Regions from separate parts of the Mus musculus genome. Here region 1 is linked to region 2. Evidence: chromatin contacts called from public Hi-C data. All regions are on one chromosome and are shown on one strand. The core of a region is the stretch at or near the end of the contact, and the rest is flanking DNA. Distances in the headings are between cores, read along the strand shown. Region 1 has its middle 8.8 kb from the start of Gm35627. Region 2 has its middle 110 kb from the start of Gm35627.

Region 1 (4,948 bases), core at 2,033-4,532, 100 kb before region 2:
TCCAACTAATCTTAGCATCCAAGATGTTACGTGAAGCAGAAGGAAACAAACCTGTTTCCATTTTTCTTCTTCTCCAAACCCATCAGATGAGAAGAGCCTCCTTGGACAGCCACACTGACAAGTACCCTCTTCCCTTCCGCTTTCAGTCACCAAAAAACTGCATTGTTTCAGCCAGATGCGTTGCATCCCAAGGCAGAAATTCCATGCAAGCTGTTGAACTGCTATTTCCTGGTATGGATCTAGGTTTGTTTACCCTGGAAAGTCAGCTGTGTTCTTCCACTGTTTCTCTTTGCCCACACTGGAGCTAAGGATCTCAAGATTGTTTCTCTGGATGAGATTAGGTCAGAGGCTGCACCCCGAGTTAGGGCACCACAGTTGATGCTAGACCTCTTGGCCTCCTCTTTTAATTCTGAAATATTGACTCCCCCCCCCTTTTTTTTTCTGTGTAGCCCTGGCTGTCCTGGAACTCACTTTGTAGACCAGGCTGGCCTCGAACTCAGAAATCTGCCTTCCTCTGCCTTCCAAGTGCTGGGATTAAAGGCGTGCGCCACCACCACCCGGCTTGATTCCTCTTTTAATTTTGTCACTAAAAAGTGGAAAACATCAAGTCAAGCTGCTATACTAGTAGCCAGTACAGGGTCTGGTAGAGTAGGGCTTGCCCTCTGCTAGGAGACATGGACAACACCCGGAGACATTTTGAGTTATCAGAATGGGTGGAAAGCTGTTGTTCATGGATCTTAGGTATAAACACATGTCCGCTGTTAGAAATTTACAATACACAGGATAGCTGTATTGGAACCAAATAGAGTCAATAAGTTCAAAGCACCAGTCGCACTAAAATTGAGAATTCCTATCATAAATGTGAACAAAGGTGAACCCTGTACTCATTACTTTGACCTCTGTAGTCGTAGTAATATGTATATAAATAATAACATCAACATTAATGTTCCATATTGATATCGATATTAATGTTAACATAGTTTAATGTATTAGCATTTCATTATTTATTAGGTGCTAACATTTACTATTGATTCTTATATGTCAGGAAAGCATATTAGTGAAGAACTGGGAGTGCCTATAATCCCAGCCCTTGGGATGGAAGTTCAAGAGTCAGAAGTTCAAGGTCATTCTAACCTGTGTAGAAAGTTCAGACTGGCTTGTGGGCACATGAGACTCCATCTCAGGTAAACAACAACCCCTCCAACTAAAAACCAAAAAGTCCCTCCAACAATAATAACAACAAACCCTCAGTAAATATATTCATGAATTGCATATTACCATGCTAACCCTTTTATTTATTTTGCCATACTGGAATTGAACCCAGGGTTTTGTGCATGCTAGATAAGTGCTCCATACTATCCTCCTAGGCTGGTGTTGAATTCACTCTGAAGCTTTTCTGGACAAGCGTGTGGTCCTGATCTCTCAGACTCCTGAGTGCCCGAGATCACACTCTCAGGCCACCAAGCTCTGAGAACTATCCCTTTAATCGTTTTTTTTTTCTAAGTTATTTTATATGCAATGAAAATAAGGCTTAGAGGAGTTGGGTGACTCTCCCCAGTCACATATATTAGAATTCGTACCACAGTTTACATTTTAAATGATGTCTTTAAATATTACTTTTTTGGCCACTTTTCATCGTGTTTAATGTTTTTCCATTTCTCCGTGTACACTGAAGAGAGTTTGGACTAAGCCAGTAATGACCTGGTGACCTTGAAGATTTCTGAGGTTCCTGTTAGTGTCCTTGCTGCTGTGGGCTTTGGAGGCCTGCAGTAACCATCCCTCCTACTCAGACGTGACTTCTGTACTCTTCCATGGGATTTTCCTTCTCCCGGGCTGCTGGACACTGTGCATTGGGTGTGAGCTGGTGATAGCTTGGTTACTGTACTGAGCCCAAGAAGAGAGTTTCTACAGACAACTGTGTCGAGGGTAAGAAGTGACAAGGGAAAGGAGGAAACAGCTTGAGATTCATTAAAGTTCATTATTGAAATGCTCTCCTTTTCTTCTGGTGGGAAAACACTTTGAGGATCTCCATGGGATGAATGGGCCGTACAAGTACCACAGGTTGTCGGCATGCCAACCTCATTCATCTGCAGGAGCTGGGGGCGGGGTTTGTATAGTTTCTAGGGTCTTTCAAGTTTCCCTTCCCAGAAGTGGTTGACTCTAACAAATCGTTCAGGAGGAACGTCTCTCTAATGTATTTTTGTATGGGAGGACTTCCTGGGGCAGAGGGAGTCATGTGTATCAGCCGGTCTCTGTTCATTGTGCAAAGGCCTGCAGCCATCTGGACCACCCAGGGCCTGTGTTTTTCTAAGAAGGGCAGGATGAAGGACAGGGGATTGACACCTCAGCCCCAGGGCGATGACCAGATGGCAAACTGCTTGTTTTCACTGGATTCAGAGCAACTGAATGGCCCCGGGAAAGCCAGTGTGGTTTTTGTCTTCAGCACCCAACCATCTTCCTCGTCCAAGACAGAGGTCTCTTCTCAGGCAGCAGCAAGGTCACTCAGATGATGACAGTGTGAAGCAGTGTCCACGGTGTCCGTGGCACGGCCAGGGAATTCAGAACGCTAGCCCTGGTGCCTGCATCTCACTGAGGCGAAGCCCTGCTGTGGAGCCAGAGGTGGAGAACGAGTGGTCTGGTCGTGTTGCTGCCGGACCAGCCGCCCAGCTTCTCAGGCTTAATGAAACAGGGTGCAAACAGACCTTGTCAGACGAAATGAATTATGGGAAGGAGAAGCTTAATGGATATCTTCTGCCATGACTCTGTGCCTTTGCTCTCAGGAGATCCTCCAACACTTTTCAGATGTGAAATGCAAAACCTAAAAGATGCCGAATGTGGATATGCCTAAAACGGAAGTAATCCATCTATCTATCTCTTAGTACACCAGAATAAGTGTGCATAACGGTGTACATGTGTGCAGCGATCTGTCCTTGTCCTCTGCTGGCCTCCAGGTCCTCCACTGTCTGGCAGCCCCACTGCTTTTTAGCCACACGCTTCCTGCCAGTATAAATGTATTAAGCAAGGAAACACATAGACAAAGTCTAGCTCATCGGGGCGTCTCAGTAATAAATTCTTAATTTTAAGCATTCTTTCTGAAAGATTTTTCTTTCAGCGTACACACACACACACACACACACACACACACACACACACACACACACACACACACACACACCTGGGTCTGGATGGATGTAATTGTAGGGCAATTTTACTGCCTGCTTATATACACTACTTTCTAGCAGTGAATTTCAAGGCCAGCAGAGGGCACCAAAGCACAACGGAGAGGCAGCAATACAAGCTCTAGTAGTGTTGTTTTGGTTCATGGTCTCTGGACAGGCTCACAGGTTAGCTTGACCAAACTCTGTTTTTCAGTCACTTGTGTCCTCTTCAGATTTTCAAGCTGATGGATTTGTCACTTCTCTCTTTGCTGTGAGAAAATACATTACAAACCATCTTAAAGAATAGTATATTTTGGCCTACAGTTTTAGGGCAAGGTCCGTCACAGTGCAGAAGGCATAGTACAAGGAGCCCGGGTGACTAGTGAGTGACATTGCATCTGAAGTGATGAAATAGAGAGGTGGGTGATGAGGCTCAGCTGGTCACTTCTCTTTTCCATTTTCATTTGGTCTCAGACCTTAGCCCATGATGCCACCCACACTCAGAATGGGTCTTTAGATTTCAGTTAAATCTTTCTGGAAGCATGCTTACAGACATACCTCTGGATTGACAGTCAGGGTTAATCATTGAGCCTTTAGGGAGAATGGCAAAGGCAGAGATTTGGATAACTGTTCCTGATGTCTAAATTGGAAGTGACGATGTTGGTTATCATTCATGGTAGGCTTCTTATGCACTTGATGATGCCCCAAGCTTCCGTGTGATTAAACCTCTCTGATGATCATAGTACCACAGTGCATGGAGATTTGTGAGGTATCTGGAGGGGAGAGTAGCCCTAACTTGACCTGAGACATGGTGATCCATGATGCTGATATAACCAAGGGCAACAGTGAGAACAAAGGGCAAAGATTATCATCAATTTAGGGCATACGCAATTGATAAATAGGAGTTGTCACCACATGTATTCAAAGGAGTTGTTTCATAAATAGGAAGAATTGCGAGGTGACGATGTTAGAGCTGATTTTTGCATGTGAATGTATGTCTTCATATGTGTGAGTACACAGGAGTATGAGGTTACACATGTATACAAATGTATAGCTATGTGCATATGGGGTCCTCGAAGTTGATGTCAGCTGTCTTTCTCCATAGCTATTCATTTTATTTATTGAGGCAGGGTCTCCCATCGAACCAGAACTTAATGGTTCTGACTGGCCTGACTAGCCAGCATACGCTAGGATCCCATTTCTGCTTGCCAACTCCCTGGTTTACAGCAGGTTATGTCTGCCCTGATTTTATGTGGGTTTTAGAAATCAGAACTCTGATTCTCAAGCTTGCATGGCAATTGCTTTATCCATCAGCCATCTCTCCAACCTTGACCTTTGAACTCGAGATCCTCTTGCCTTAGCTTTCTGAGTGTCAGGATTACAGCCTTATGCCACGACACCCAGGTCTATGGAAGTTTCCTAATGGTCTGCTTACAAACCCAATGAACTTGGGCTCCTTGTGTTCCTCCCCAATGCCTCAGTTTCTTCCTCTATAAGTTAGAGCTGGCAATAGCAATCATCTCATGATGTGAAACTTGCATTAGAGCATATAGCTCTCCAGTAGTTTTGCTTTGGAAAGAGCAGTTAGCAACGTCAGGGCATTTATGGCTGTTAGAACTGGCAATAAGTTCTGTTGGCGTGTTGTGGTAGATGTCGGCGGGGGGGGGGGGGGGGGCTACCAAATATATCCCAAGACTCTGCATTAACTAGTGAATGTCCTACCCCTGAAGGCCAAGAGTGTTCAGGTTGAGAAATTTTGCAGTAGTTCAGAGAAAATGTCTAGCATGTAA
Region 2 (5,272 bases), core at 1,603-4,102:
AGGACCACCAGGAAGGTGTCAGAGGAGCCTTTGTTAAAGCTAAAATTAGATAACTGTAGTAGGAGAGGCAAATCAGGGCATTTGTATAGAGAATTGTAAGGGCTATACTTAAAGGCTAGTACTTGCCAATATGCTCTTGAAATTTTCTACTTTCTTTTGTGTGAGCTTAAAAAAATTTAAAGTACCTAGAGACTGGAACTTATTGTCATGGATAGTGAAACACTTCTATTGATTGAATGAATCAACTAAATTAATGTCAGAATAAGGTCTTATGGTATAGGTCTGAATGTTGAAGGACACTGTCAAATGGGGTGGCATGCCAGAGGCTGTCCAAACCCAAGTTATTAAAAACTCCTCTACTCTATTCTTTGACCCATACTTCCTTCTTGACTTCATATATAAAATAGACTTTTATTATGATATTCAGTCTTTAAGAGGTATAATTTCTTGCATTCATATTTTGGATTTTGCGTACATGGCAAATAGCAGTATGTATTGGTTTTTAAACCTTCTCAGGTCTAGTATTAATCTTTCACATGATTTATCTCTTTAATATAAAACACAATGAGTGGTCATTATTTTTTATTTTTATATGGAATATCAAGACAAAACTCCCATATACTCTGACTAAATTACACAACTACCAAGAGGCAGAACTAGTGTTTAGATCCACGTCTGCCTGGGATTTTGAATTCTAACATGGCTTTTCCCTCTTTGCTATTAATAGTGGCTCAGTGTATCCTTGTTAATTGTATGCTATTTCTCTAATATTTTAGTCAACACTAAAACATTTCCAAGTGTCTCTTAGTGGGAGAGAAGTCTGTTAGCCTGAAAACTAGACAGATAGACAGACAGACAGACAGACAGACAGGCAGACAGACAGACAGACAGACACACACACACACACACACACACACACACACACACACACACACACACACACACATTCCCCCATAGCATTGACTAGGTATGCTATCCATGTCTGAGATGCTATCTGAATCCTGCCACCCCTGCCAAGGCTTGATAATTATTTGCTAGAAGAGAGTCACTTGTCACCTTTGGAAACATCATCTCTTACAAGATTGTTGAATTGATGGCAAGGATGGTGTAGTCCAATGAAGGAAAGTGTTGGAGTAGAATTTATCTATTATTCCTCTAATTGCTTAAAATCCAGTGATTTGGTTCACATACTTTGACACATCTTGCACATTTAGGAAAAAAATCTCTAGATGGTTCAGTTTCCTATGTTGTGTCTAATCATTGTTCAATCTCGGGGATTTATATTTGGTGAAGACATTTCTCAGACTCAGCACAGAACATTTTAGATACACACTTCCCTCAATGAGTCAGCAGCATGTGGTGTGAAATCCATCTTTAGAGGACAATTAACTGGGATTCTGTTTACAGCTGTCAGATTCCATAATGAAAAGAAACTTTTACTATGATAAGTAAGGCAGAGAAAGTATATTTTATGAATTTAGGAAGGGGAGAAACTAAAATCATCTCCTATGTTCATAGAACCACCCAGTTTGAATGGAATTAGGGAGATGGGAATCTTGTTGAGGCACAATACCCCAATTGCCCCTTCCTTTTCTCTCTCATCAGTTATAGCTACTAGGTCTTCTCTTATGAATATCCTCTTTCCTCCTGAATAAAAACTCAACTATCCTATTTAATCGTGAAAATCTTTTCTACAAATTATCAAAAAGCTTTTAAAAAGAGCCACAGCATTCAGTGGAAGGGACTGTAGACGTCCCTTGGCCAAGTTCTAGTTTTATAGGAAATTGTGATGCTGTGGGGCAGACACTGCTTTATCTTATTCTGTGTGTGTACCTTTGTTTTATATAAGTTAAAAATATATTATTGAGATTATAATATAATCACATCATTTCTCCATTCCCTTTGGCTTCCCTCCAACCACTCCTCCACATACACTTCTATGTTCTCCTTGAAATTCATGGCATCTTTCTAAAAATTAAACTATCTATCTATCTATCTATCTATCTATCTATCTATCTATCTATCTATCTATCTATCTATGCATTTATGCATATTCCTAAATACATAAAGCAACCTACTCAGTCTGTATAACATTACTTGTGATTTTTTTCCAATGATTTATTTTTTATTCACTTTACATCCCTAACACAGCTCCCCTCCCTCCTCTCTTCCCAGTCTCACACTTGCAAATCCTTCTTCCCATTGCCCCCTTCCCTTTCTCCACAGAGAAGGGCACCCTCACTTTCAATACTACCCCACCCTGGGACATCTAGTTCCAACATGACTAGGCATATCCTCTCTCATTGAGGCCCAACCAGGCAGTCCAGGTAGGGAGAATGAGATTCAATGGCAGGGAACAGAAACAGAGACAGCCCCCCCCCCCCCCCCGCCACTTGATAGGGGACCCACATGAAGATCAAGTTGCACATTTGCTGCAGATGCCTAGAGGGTGTAGGTACAACTCCTGCATGTTTTGTTGGTGGCCCAGGCTCTGTGATTTTTAGTCCCAGAGTATGAACAATATGGCCTACAGAGGGAGACAAAGACTGCACAAGTGACTCAGGTCAGTAGAAAGATTCTCAAAATTGGGTTACTTCTTTTTGATAGTCACTTTTCATGGTCTATGTAACTGATCAAATAAGCCTAGTCATTTCTGATCACATCACTGTGCGGGCACATCACAATTCATGATCTAATAAAAGACAGAAGCCAAACTGTGTCTTAGAACCCCTTGCTTTCCTTTTGCATGCAGACACAAGTGAAAGCAAGCAAGCCTCAGAGCTGTTCTTGGGTCCCCAACTGTTTCTTTGGCATAAAAGCAAATCCCTATGGAATATAAACTTGTGATTCATTTCTAAGCCTTAGTCCTGCTGCACCCTGTTCTAAGAATGCTATTGTCCCTGGCCAGTGACTGTTTGTATATTTCAGGATTTTGTCTACTAATGCTTTCTTCGAAACACTTAATGTATCCTATAGACCTGGAGAACAAAAGGAAACTGTAAAACCTTCTGAATTACTTAGAAATTTCACAACAGTTCTAGAGATTGATTGATAGAGAAAAGTGAGACCCTTTATGGTTGTTAGCCCTGAGTTCTTTGCTCTGTTTAAGCACAGTAGTGAGACTTCTCCTTAGGACACTGGGAACTTACTAGATGCTCTTTCTGTCCTGGGATAAATAGGATAAAATTTTTTGGGGGGGGAGTGGCAGGGGTAGGGGGAAATGCTATGTTCACTCGTTAGGACAAAATATAACATATGTTCTCTCATTAGGATGAAATATAACATAGAAGATGATGTTTTCTGTAATTAATTAATGTTTTCTGTAAATTAATGAGATGTAAATTAATGAGATGAGCTCCTGAGAGGAGGAGTCATGTTATTTAGGAAGAAAATACTAATGCATCTCTGTGTATGTAACCACAGATCAAGGCATAGGAACAGGGAGCTAGAAGTCCTGTTGCTAAGGGTTTGGGGATTTGACCATTTTAAAGTCCCTGAATTCTTGAAGTTGCTATTTGTTTGGGTAAATGGTCTACAGGCCTAAAGAAGATGCTCACATAATCAGAAGGCAGCTGTTCAGGCCAGGAGTACCTCATTTTGTTAGAACTACATATGTGTGGTGTGCTAGTAAATGTTCAACCACTGGTTCTCCAATAAAACATAAGGGCCTGGTGTTTAGTGTTTGCTAAGCTTTACAGCGTCTATTCCTTTACTTCTCTCATGAGTAATTTCAAAGTGCCAGTGAGGCTGGACCAATCCAGGTCTGGAATACTGGAATACATGCACACAATCTCCTCTTAGAAGCTGGGGCAAGGAGACTTCAGCATACCACCAATTTGTTTCCTTGCTCCGTTGCTCTAGGCCAGGCCCTGGCAAAGACAGTAGAAACCTATACATCTATTCTAGTTTCTAAAGAGTTTTGCCTCATTATTACTTCTGTGAATGGTGTTGGGAGAACCCCGAAACTTTCTCTTTCTTTCTGTGTGACCTTTGCTAGAGTCAGCAATGTATATAATTAGGAGCTCTTATTGTCTTCATTTTTTTAAAATCATTTTATTTGTTTACATTTCAAATGATATCCCCATTTCTGGTTACCCCTCTACAAACCCCCATACCATTCCCCCTCTCTTCCCTCCCCCTTTCCTCCATAGAGTGCTCATCTATTCACTCACCCACTCCCACCTCACTGCTCTAGCATCCCCCAATGTTGGGGCATCAAACCTCCACAGGATCAAGGGCCTTCCCTACCCCCAGATATGTCAGATAATGTCATCCTCTGCTACACATATATCTGGAGCCATGGATCCCTCTATGTATAATCTTTGGTTAGTGGTTTAGTCTATAGGAGCTCTGGGTGGTCTGCTGAGTTGATATTATTCTTCCTATGGGGTTGCAATCCCCTTCAGCTCCTTCAGTTCTTCCCCTAGCTCTTCCATTGGGGTCCCCAGGCTCAGTCCAATGGTTGCATGTGAATATCTGCATCTCTATTGGTCAGGTGCTGATAGAACCCCTCAGGGGACAGCTTTACCAGGTTCCTGTCAGCAAGAGCTTCTTGGAATCAGTAAAAGTGTCAGGGTTTGATGTCTACAGATGGAATGGATCTCTATCTAGGTGGGGCAGTCTCTGAATGGCCTTTCTTTAAGTCTTTGTTCTAGTTTTTGTCCCTGTCTTTCCTTTGGACAGGAACATTTCTGGGTTAACAATTTTGAGATGGGTGGGTGGCACTATCCCTCAACTGGGAGCCATGTCTATCTACTGGAGGCGATCTCTACAGTGTCTATCTCCCCTTTGTTGCATATTTCAGCTAAAGTCATCTCCCTTAACTTCTTGAACTAATCCAGAACATATTACTTGTATCAGAACTGTAGAGATATAGCTAGAGGATATTGAAATGAGAAAAAAATGGTAGTTGAGTATTTGATCAAATTAATAAGGCACCAGTATAAGTGGTTTAGTGGAAACTGAACTTTTGTAAGAGATACAGTTGAAAACCCTCCTCTATTAAATGAAATTTGAGCTTCTTTCCACTATAGGCTGAAAGAATAATAGTTTTCTGAAAGTAATGATGAACACTATTAAAAAAAATAGAACATTCTGTAGAACAGGAAGACAAAACCCAAAAGGAGCACTGGTTGTATGGAACTGAAAGTAATAGTGATTTAGTTTTAGTGTGAATAATTCAAACACTAGAAAGGTTTGTCTAAGAAATAGGCTAGAGGGTTAGAGAGATGACTCAGCAGTTAAGAGTGTATAATGTCTTTGTAGAGGACAT

What was found. Hi-C and Micro-C count contacts between places; a contact is called where the count stands out from the background.
Region 1: a contact with region 2 is called in a Hi-C map of cortical neurons, with 2.6 times the contacts expected there. The contact joins two enhancer-like sites. A contact is called at or near these places in 1 of 39 promoter capture datasets (the 3T3-L1 cell line), 1 of 15 datasets of contacts at CTCF or cohesin (the NIH/3T3 cell line) and 17 of 484 Hi-C or Micro-C datasets (3T3-L1-derived adipocytes, the N1E-115 cell line, brown adipocytes and 9 more).

What each region holds. Positions count from the first base shown.
Region 1 is chr15:57,507,020-57,511,967 of GRCm38.p6, reverse strand. No RefSeq gene overlaps it. Among named protein-coding and RNA genes, the nearest start is that of Gm35627, 8.8 kb to the left of the region's middle. Within about 2 kb of position 3,282, at least 17 of the 459 cell types and tissues checked have an H3K27ac peak or open chromatin away from gene starts, as enhancers often do.
Region 2 is chr15:57,405,946-57,411,217 of GRCm38.p6, reverse strand. It overlaps a transcript of Slc22a22 not described here. Among named protein-coding and RNA genes, the nearest start is that of Gm35627, 110 kb to the left of the region's middle. Within about 2 kb of position 2,852, at least 4 of the 459 cell types and tissues checked have an H3K27ac peak or open chromatin away from gene starts, as enhancers often do.